3 separate regions of the Mus musculus genome follow, and all the other regions are linked to region 1. Evidence: chromatin contacts called from public HiChIP or PLAC-seq and promoter capture Hi-C data. All regions are on one chromosome and are shown on one strand. The core of a region is the stretch at or near the end of the contact, and the rest is flanking DNA. Distances in the headings are between cores, read along the strand shown.

Region 1 (3,307 bases), core at 82-2,581:
CCTCTGCCTCTCTAGTGGAGCATCCTGCAGCTGTAGGTGGGGTGGCCTGTGTCTCCTTCAGAGATGCCCGCTAAGTGCTCTCGTGATGCTAGACCACCAAGCAGAGGAGGCAGCACAGCTTCAGTTACCCACATAAACAGTCTGTTCTCCTGTCCTCCATGGTGGCCATGAGCACCCGATTCTTCTACTGTCTCGAAGGGCTGTCATGCAGTCTCCACAAATCCCCCTGGGTGAGACCATCTTCAGTTTTTGGTCCTCTACTGTTGTCTTGAGTCCCAGGAAGACACCTTGGGCTTAGTTCAGGGTGACATTGTATTCTGGCCCTTCTTGCTACAGTTCAGCATCACTTCCATGATCTTCCTTCAAGTTTGCCTGTAGTTCACCTCAAGGTGCCACCTTGAAACACCTACTTCAAGGGACCAGGAGATGCCAGGTTTGCCCCCTCCCGCTATCTTCTTCCCTAGCCCTGTCCTTCTGTCACTGTCACGCCTCCCTCCCTGTCCCTTTCTGCTTCTCTGTCCAGCAGAGGAGAAGCTGCAAAGGACAAAAAAATAAAATTAAATTAAAAAATCATAAAAAGGAGAGTTGGGGTCACTTCTCCCATTTCTGCCCTCTCTCGTCATGGGGTGAAGCAAATCGGGGAAATTACTGAGGTCAGAAAACAAAACAAAGGTGAGTGCTGGGAAGAGGACGAGTCCCTGAAGCTGAGATGAGGCTGGACTGTGGGAGGTGGGGGGAGCAGAAGGGCTTGTGCCTGGGAAGACTGGCAACTGAGAGCCTAAGTGACAAGGCAGAGACAGGTGGAACCAGGTGCGAATCCAGTGCCTCTCAGGGAATAAAAAGGGGAGGGGGACTTGTGCTCACAACGGATGTATTCAATTGCTTTGAGTTTTCGCCTCCCCCTGGACCAGGCATTTTCAGTATGGTATGGTCCGAATAATTAGCAGAGCAGCCAGCTCCCAGGGCTGACTCTGGGGGTCTGCACCGGTAGCAAAAACAATAAACAGTGATGTCTGATGCCGCAGCCAAAGTTGCCGGGAAATAAGTGCGAGAGAATCGTCAGAGCTTGGGGAAGGATGGAGGAGCTGAGAGAGAGGAGGGAGCGGAGGCAGCAGGGAGGGGGAAGGGAGGACAAAGGGTGGATGAATAATGCTTTTGCAAAGGAGAGAAAGCAACACACAGCAGGAAGAGGTAATTTGCGAAGGGGAAAAATTGATTTGGAGAAGGGCTGCCCCCCTCACCTTGAGGTCTGCTCCAGAGATCTCCGTCTATCTCTTTCAATCTCTCTGTTCACTCTTCTCTCTTCTCTGTTGGTTCCTTCAATTGGGAAGGGGATGGGATTGGGGGAGGGTAGTTGAGGGGCTGAGGTCTGGGACTGCAGGCTGGACAGCTGCTGGGGGGCAGAGGTTGCCTCTTGCTCTGTACCTCGGTCTGTGGGTAAATGTGGCTGTGTGTTGTGGAACTGCATCATAACACTGTGAGTCATCCAACCCCCCACCCCCCTCACCTCCCACGTCAGAGCAGGGCTGGGAGACACAGGAGGCGGGTTGAGAGGGAGGGAGGGGGCAGGCATCAAGGGACCAGGCTAGAGGGGTGATGTTAGGGAGTGGGGGCAGAGAGATGGCTGGCATAGGGGTGTCGATGTAGGTGGTAAGGAAAAGGAGAAATAGGTTGTTAAGGAGCAAGGCTGTGTGACCAAGGAAACGGAACCCGAAGAAGGGCAGGGATGGAGTGAGGGTGGCAGGGAGGGAGCAAGGATGGTGAAGTGAGGTGGATCTAGAGAGAGCCAGGAAGTACACTCGCACTCAACATGATACATTTCCACTTCAACTCTGACATCAGCTCTGATGCAGGGTAAGGTAAAGAAGGATATATTAATTGTCATGGTTGACAAACCAGGCTCTCAAATGTGTTCAGTACTGAGTACTTGGAAGCTTTAATGTCCATTTCATGGCCCCAAAGAAGCCATAGGTCAAATATGACATCTTAAACCCAGGAACCTCTTATCAACTCCCTCCAAACGGTTTGTGCTGCCAATGGAGACACCTATGTGACATGAGGTTCTTAACAGAGCTGTGAACTTTCAGATCCTCAGGGGAACTTCACTCTGCATCCCAAGACTGCAGTGTCTATTGCAAAGTCCAGCATGCTGAAGATATTTGCAAAATAGTTGTTTGCTTTCATCTTCAGACAAGGGCTATGTGTCTGGCTTTGATATCCAAGACACCGGTGTTGAAATCTTAGCTTTGCCAATTATTCACCAGGAACCCTGGGCAAATGACTAATCCTCCTGCACTATACAATTCCTCTTCTGACCAGTGAAGCTAATTCTATTTACCTCCAGAAGAAGTGACTATGTGAGACAGCTTGTAAATTTCCAAAGTGCCTGACATATGATAGGCACTAAGTAAAGAGTAATGAAATTTTAGGTTGTTCCCTCCTTTTGTACTTAACTTTTTTTTGGGGGGGGGTGGTGTTCGAGACAGGGTTTCTCTGTATAGCCCTGGCTGTCCTGGAACTCATTTTGTAGACCAGGCTGGCCTCGAACTCAGAAATCTGCCTGCCTTTGCCTCCTGAGTGCTGGGATTAAAGGCGTGCACCACCACGCCTGGCCTGTACTTAACTTTTAAAATTAGCATTCTAAATTGAATTTTGTTATGGGTTAGTGTTATTTTTATTTTTTTAAGATTTGTTTACTTTATGTATACGAGTACACTGTAGCTGTCTTCAGACACACCAGAAAAGAGTGTCAGATCCCATTACAGATGGTTGTGAGCCACCATGTGGTTGCTGGGAATTGAACTCAGGACTTTTGGAAGAGCAGTCAGTGCTCTTAACCGCTGAGCCATCTCTCCAACCCCCAGGATTAGTGTTATTTCAAAACAGCATTCTCTACATGGGGCAATGAGATGGGCAGGACTGCAAATTCCAGGCCAGTCTGTGTGTCCTGGTAAGATAAGGAGTGGATAAACAGAAACTCTGAACCAATACAGGTGGGAACCATCATCATCATCATCATCATCTCAGAGCATGACTCAAGCTCAGAGGGGATTTTCTATTACAGTTTTGATATTTCAAGAGACATGATGCCAAATGTTTGTCTTATAGAGGGATTACATTTTCCCTTGCTAATTTTTTTACAGTTTTATTTACTTAATTTATATGAGTACACTGTCACTGTCTTCAGACACACCAAAGAGGGCGTCAGATTCCATTACAGATGGTTGTGAGCCACCATGTGGTTGCTGGGAATTGAACTCATCTGGAAGAGCAGCCTTGGTCTTAACTGCTGAGCCATCTCTCCAGC
Region 2 (2,891 bases), core at 245-2,744, 700 kb after region 1:
AAAGGACGATTCTAATCTATCTCTGCAGTTCACTAAACAATAAAGATTTTACAATTGTACCCTCTAAAAAGTATGTGTATGCCGTCAGGTACAACAATTCTGTTTATGGTTCTAAGACAATACGAAGTCAAAGTTTCTGACAACCCAAAGCATTGAAACACTGATAAGTGTAAACAGCATGAAGGGAAAAAACTGTGGGAAACTTTCGGAGTGCTGGGTGGGGTGGGGAAGTACTAGTATTTCTTCAGGATTCCCAGAAGTTTTCATGGAGCAAGCTGACGTGTGTCATAGCTGTGGCATTAAAAACAACAAATGTTTCAGGCAGGCAGTAAAACCATCAGATGAATTAAACTAGAAATGACCTGTGAGCCAGGCCCACATTGTAACTGAATACTTTGTCCAGATAGTATAAAGAGATTTTAAATGTTATTTAGGGTCTGTATATTTAGCTTTTATACATTAAGATACATGTTAGTAACTCTTGTTATGCACATTTCATTCTTGTGAGAATTTCTGATCAAGAAAAAATTTCATAGTGTATGTGTGCATGTTAAGGCTTACAAACATGTTGTGTGTGATGGCTGGATGGCTCAGCTGATAAAGATGCTTGCTGTACAACCCTGACAGCCTGCATTTGCTTTTCACTTAATGGTGAAAGGAGAGGACTGATTCCAGACTTTCTGACCAACACAGAGACAGACAGACAGACAGACAGACAGACAGACAGACACAGAGACAGAGAGAGAGACACACAGAGAGAGGGGAGGGGTATGGGTGCATGCACAGACCTTTAAAATTTTGAAGCTGTGTTGCTTTAGAGAGATCAAGGGGCTAAATGGGAGGGTTGGACAGAGAAAAGAGAAGGAGGAAATGATACTATTATAATTTCAAAAAGATAAAAGTTACTATAAAAAATTTAAGAATTTAAAAACCATATTCAATGTCACTTTCTCATTACATCTGCCTTCATGCATAAAGCAAAATATATACATAACTCATTTTATTTTAAATTTGGGGGCTTCTTTTATTAAATAACTGAAAGTTATTCTTGAAGGTTAGCCCACCTTTGACTCCCTAAGCTGGAAGAAACAATCTTACAGTCTTAGGAGAAATTATACTCAAGTCTATCAAAGAATACACTACAAGCATTCAGATGCTGTCTTGTGAAGGCATACATTTTGAAGAGATTGCATATGTGTTTCTCTCTTAAGAAACTTCACAATGGTCAGTAATGTTGCTCTTTGTATCAGAGATATTTTAAGCTTTTATTCCCCAACTATCTAATGAACTGTGGAGCATCACAGAACACAGCGTTACTATGTTCCAGTGTCTTCTCTTTAAAGGAAACATGCTATCAGAAGGAGAAACAGCAAGTTCTCCCAGGTTACAGACACCTTAGAAGAGGAATGTCAAATGTTCTCTTTACTCCAGATGTTCTGATTTTTCAGCATCTCAGCCTTCTGCTGGATAGCTCTGTCACACCCACTGATGCTGCAATAAATGAACTGCTGAGAGCAGTATCACTAACCCAGGCTCATCAGACCAGCAGTGGTGTGTGTGTGTGTGTGTGTGTGTGTGTGTGTGTGTGTGTGTGTGTGTGTGTGTGTCTGTCTGTCTGTCTGTCTGTCTGTCTGTCTGTGTGTGTCTGTGTGTGTGTGTGTGTGTGGTGTGTGTGTCTGTGTGTGAGTGAGTGTGTGTGTGTGATGTGTGTGTGTGTATGTGGTGTGTGTGTGTGTGTCTGTGTGTGTGTGTGTTTGTGAGTGAGTGTGTGTGTCTGTGTGTGTGTGTCTGTGTGTGTGTGTCTGTGTGTGTGTGTCTGTGTGTGTGTGTCTGTGTGTGTGTGTGTGTCTGTGTGTGTCTGTGTGTGTGTGTGTCTGTGTGTGTGTATCTGTGTGTGTGTGTGTCTCTGTGTGTGTGTGTGTCTGTGTGTGTGTGTGTGTGTGTTTGCAGAATGACAAAATATAAAGAGTCTAATATTTTTCATGCACTTAGCTTTTATTATGAAAGTACGTGGGTATGTGGTAAGGTCGGTTTGAACTTGGGGTCAGATAAAAAGGGCTTCTACTGAGGGGAAGGAGAAACACCAGCTGACCCGTAGAACTCACTGGCCTCTGGATGCACAACTTGGGAAAAGTTGGAAACAGTGTAATCTTTCACAGACCTCTCACTCCCTCTTGTGATCAGTAAGTGAAATGTAAATAGTGCCTACCGGCTTCAAGAGAGCTCCTGAATCCCAAACCTAGACTATAAATCCTAAGTATAATGAAGCAGATACAAAATAAGTTACACTTCTTCAAAAAACTCACTAAAAAGGAAATTCACCAGGATTTGGTGACTGTATTAAATTTGTATTTGTTGTTGTTGTTCAATAGGCACATATTTAAATGTCTCCATTTCTTCATACATAGGACTAAATTACTTGACAAAAAAATCAGAAGTCTTTAGGAGATTGTAAACTAGAACCACTGGCTTACAAGTCACACTTTTACTGAATACAGTGGTATCTGCTAGTCACTTAGTGACTGACTCGGTTGTAAGATCAACTTTCATTTTATGGGAGAGCTTGTGTTCAAATATGACATTTAACTTACCAGAAACCCTAAACCCAGGAGTTAGGGTGTTGACAATTCAGATATACCAAAAGAAACTATCAAGTGTTTAATTTAAATGAAAAGGTGGAAGTATAATAAGATGTTTCAAATGATCTTGAGGAAAACTACATTCTCAGAGACTTTATTACAGTACATCGTTATAATTGCTTTGTTATTAGTTATTATTGTCAATCTCTTACAATGCCTTAATTAGTTAAAAGTTGTCATGGGTATACATGTATAAAAAATGGTTTTGTATATATGGTGTTTGGTTTTATATGTGATCTGAAGCAGCAAATG
Region 3 (3,010 bases), core at 14-2,513, 710 kb after region 1:
GACCTGGACTCTCCATATCAATCATTAATCAAAAAAAAAAAAATGCCCCATAGACTTCTGGTTGGTACAGATCAATCAGATGGAGGTATTTTCTCAATTGACGTTCTCTCTTTCCAGATGTCTTTGACTTATGTCAAGTTGACAAAACAACACATGCACACATACACACACACACAATTAGACATGTGGAGATTATATTTTGCCCAGGTAAGGATGTAACATACCCCAAAGGAAGGTGGTCTTTAAGGACTAAGGAGATTAGTGCCTTTGGTAAAGTGCTTGACTTGCAAGTATGAGGACCCAAGTTCAAGTCCTGGAACTCACATACAAATGCAGAGCATAGTAGTATTTATTTATAAGCTCAGCTCTGGGGACACAGCAACTGGAGGATCCCTAGGACTTCCAGTCAGCCAGGCTAACACCATTGGTGAGCTCCGGTTAAAACTCCATAAGGGAGGTGAGCATCAATTTTGAAAACGACAGCCAAGTCATTTTTAATCTTTCCAATAGAAAGGATTAGAAAAGCATCATTCATACTTCAGCAAATCATAAAACTATATTGACAGGTAACTCTGGAATATACCTACTATGACTCAAATAACAAAGTTGAACAAGATGAATATCCTTAAGGCAGCACGAACTACTCTGAGGAAAGCAAGCACCATTTTTTAATTCATTACACAAGCATAACCACAACATGGAAATCCCCTTTCTATTATTGAAATATCTGTTCTTTATTATATAAAACATAAGGGAGCAATTTTAATTATTAAGAACATTTTTACTGTATTTTTGGAGGAACCTTAGCACGTCCTATTGTTGCTGTTTTTAATTTCCCTATTATTTGTTCTTTATTGTCTCAGAACATCATTATAGAGAATTCATACATTACCTCACTATGAACTTCTAGGTACTTGATGCTAAACTCTGATTGCCTATCTTCAATTCCATGGGCAATATTATTAGCAGAATATTCTCCTAGCACAGCTCTGCCAGCCCTTAACCTGTGGACACTTTTCCTGTATTTGTGCTCAGCTGAACACAGTCAGCCACAGCTTCCTGTGTGGTGGTGATAACACATGCCAGGTTTTGTTGCTGGCTGCTAGAGTGAAGGGGAAGACAGTGCCCTTTGACCTGAGAGAAGTACAATAAAGCTTATCAGATCCTCGCCAGACATCATTAAAGGAAGTGAGTTGAGGAGGCCACCTCGGTAGGAAGCATATATTTTAGAAAGCTGTCACTGCTAATCTTCTGTGTTGTGGCATGAGACAATTGTTTCTGCAAATATCAGTCCTTCCAGACAATGACACTCTTCTAAAGGTACAGTGCAGTAGGCAGTAAGAAAAGCATACCAGGCCGTAAATTACTCTCACCAGAACAATATTCTCATGATAATTATTGGAAAACTAAGTCTGAACTCCATTAAGTAAAAAGAACAGTGACTAATGCAAAATTTTATAAACTTTAAAACAGTAGGGTCCAGTGTGCGTATGCGTGTGCGTGTAAGGGTATTTTTCCTGTATGCATGTCTGTATACCACATGTGTGCCTGGTGCCACTGGAGGTCAGAAGAGGGGACTGGCTCCCCTGGAGGAATAGATAATTTTGAGCAGCTTTATTGGTGCTGGGACTCTTCCTCTGAAAGAGCAAGAAGCTCTCTTAACTGCTGAACCATCTCTCCAGCCTTCTACTTAATTTCTAACCGCCGTTACCTTAGACAGTTTCAATCTAGTCCTACAGACTTTCAGCTTATTAAGAGAACTCCAGAATGTTTGTCTCTGTATAAAACAACTCAATCTTTGAAATGTTGACAATAAGTTCAAAATTTGTTATTTACAAACATTGAACTAGACATACAAAACAAGACTGCTGATTTTCGTTCTAGGAGCACTGTTATGCACCAGCCAGGCTAGGACAATTCCAGCAGCAATATACAACTCTCCAGTATCACATGGAGTTTGTGTTGGGAGGTAAGTTGTGTCTTCCTTTTTAAGAAGTTTTTTTATTTTCTAATATTATAGGAAAAAAATAGGATAAATAATTCCCGAAGTTCCTTGTACCCGAACTGATTCCAAGTGACATACAGAGCTCTGGACACAGGTCTGCACCTTAGGAAATAACTAAGTGCTTCTGAGGCTTGCTGACTTCTAATTGTACTCATTAAATGAGTCAAAAATATAAGAATTTGGATAGAAAATCATAACCATAAAGGGATTAATATTTGTTAAATGTATATAGAATCATGTGTCTTTCAATTCCAAAGTATAGTAGAGTATATAAGATTTCCATTAAAAAAATAAGCATTAGGATGACATCAGCAAGATAAGAATAGTAAGAATTTCTCATACCTGCTCTTTTATAGTAACGTCAAATCTCCAGTTGCATAAATGGGAAATCTGGAAACCAGTTAAGAGATTCCTATATTCCAAGCAAGTATGAGCTGGCTGCATCAAAGACAGCAAGGCACTCTGGACCCTCATCACAGTCCTTTCTGACTGACCTACATGACCAGGAGGGAGCTCTCAGCTTCTCACTTCTCTCTAGAGAGTTGGGGGAAGAGGGTGAGACTAGATTTCACATTGTGACTTCCTGAGAGGCCCTCTGAGGTTCTAGTTTATACCACTGCCTCAGGAACCAGAGTTGGCAATAGGACCCAACATATTTGAGATGCACGGAGAGAGCTGGGCAGCATGCTGCTGCCTCCAAGGAACCCACAGAAGGGCAGACAAGGTCTGTGTGATTAGGTAGCCACTCCCCCAGCAGCTAAGACAAGAGTAAAGCATGTGTCATGTTGCTTTTTCTGGACAGCATCCAAATGACTGATTCCTGTCTTAGCTACATAAGAACATGGTTGAAACGGAACAGATTCCAATGAGACATGCTGCAACTTCAGAGGATCCAGCAAATAGAGACCAAATTAACTCAAAGCCATTCCCTCGTGAGGGCAAGAAAAGAGTGGGAAATCTGTTCCAAATTTATGGTAGACTCGCAGAGGAGCTGGTCTGTCTCTC

Evidence for each region. Promoter capture Hi-C pulls out the DNA fragments that hold promoters and counts their contacts. HiChIP or PLAC-seq counts read pairs in DNA pulled down with a chosen protein or histone mark.
Region 2: a contact with region 1 is called in an H3K4me3 HiChIP or PLAC-seq map of bone marrow-derived macrophages, with 5 times the contacts expected there. The contact joins the enhancer-like site here to the promoter of Ypel4 in region 1. A contact is called at or near these places in 4 of 39 promoter capture datasets (the 3T3-L1 cell line, cranial neural crest, hematopoietic stem and progenitor cells and 1 more), 1 of 115 datasets of contacts at active chromatin or transcription factors (bone marrow-derived macrophages) and 1 of 9 other capture datasets (liver).
Region 3: a contact with region 1 is called in a promoter capture Hi-C map of the HPC-7 cell line, with 2.9 times the contacts expected there. The contact joins the enhancer-like site here to the promoter of Ypel4 in region 1. A contact is called at or near these places in 4 of 39 promoter capture datasets (the 3T3-L1 cell line, the HPC-7 cell line, hippocampal neurons and 1 more) and 1 of 9 other capture datasets (macrophages).

What each region holds. Positions count from the first base shown.
Region 1 is chr2:84,732,228-84,735,534 of GRCm38.p6, reverse strand. It overlaps Ypel4 (yippee like 4), which reads right to left and starts at 1,331. Exons shown (of 5, transcript NM_001005342.2): 1 at 1,242-1,331.
Region 2 is chr2:84,036,759-84,039,649 of GRCm38.p6, reverse strand. No RefSeq gene overlaps it. Among named protein-coding and RNA genes, the nearest start is that of Zswim2, 97 kb to the right of the region's middle. Within about 2 kb of position 1,494, at least 4 of the 459 cell types and tissues checked have an H3K27ac peak or open chromatin away from gene starts, as enhancers often do. A contact at or near this core is called in bone marrow-derived macrophages, where this site is marked.
Region 3 is chr2:84,018,269-84,021,278 of GRCm38.p6, reverse strand. No RefSeq gene overlaps it. Among named protein-coding and RNA genes, the nearest start is that of Zswim2, 79 kb to the right of the region's middle. Within about 2 kb of position 1,263, at least 61 of the 459 cell types and tissues checked have an H3K27ac peak or open chromatin away from gene starts, as enhancers often do. A contact at or near this core is called in the HPC-7 cell line, where this site is marked.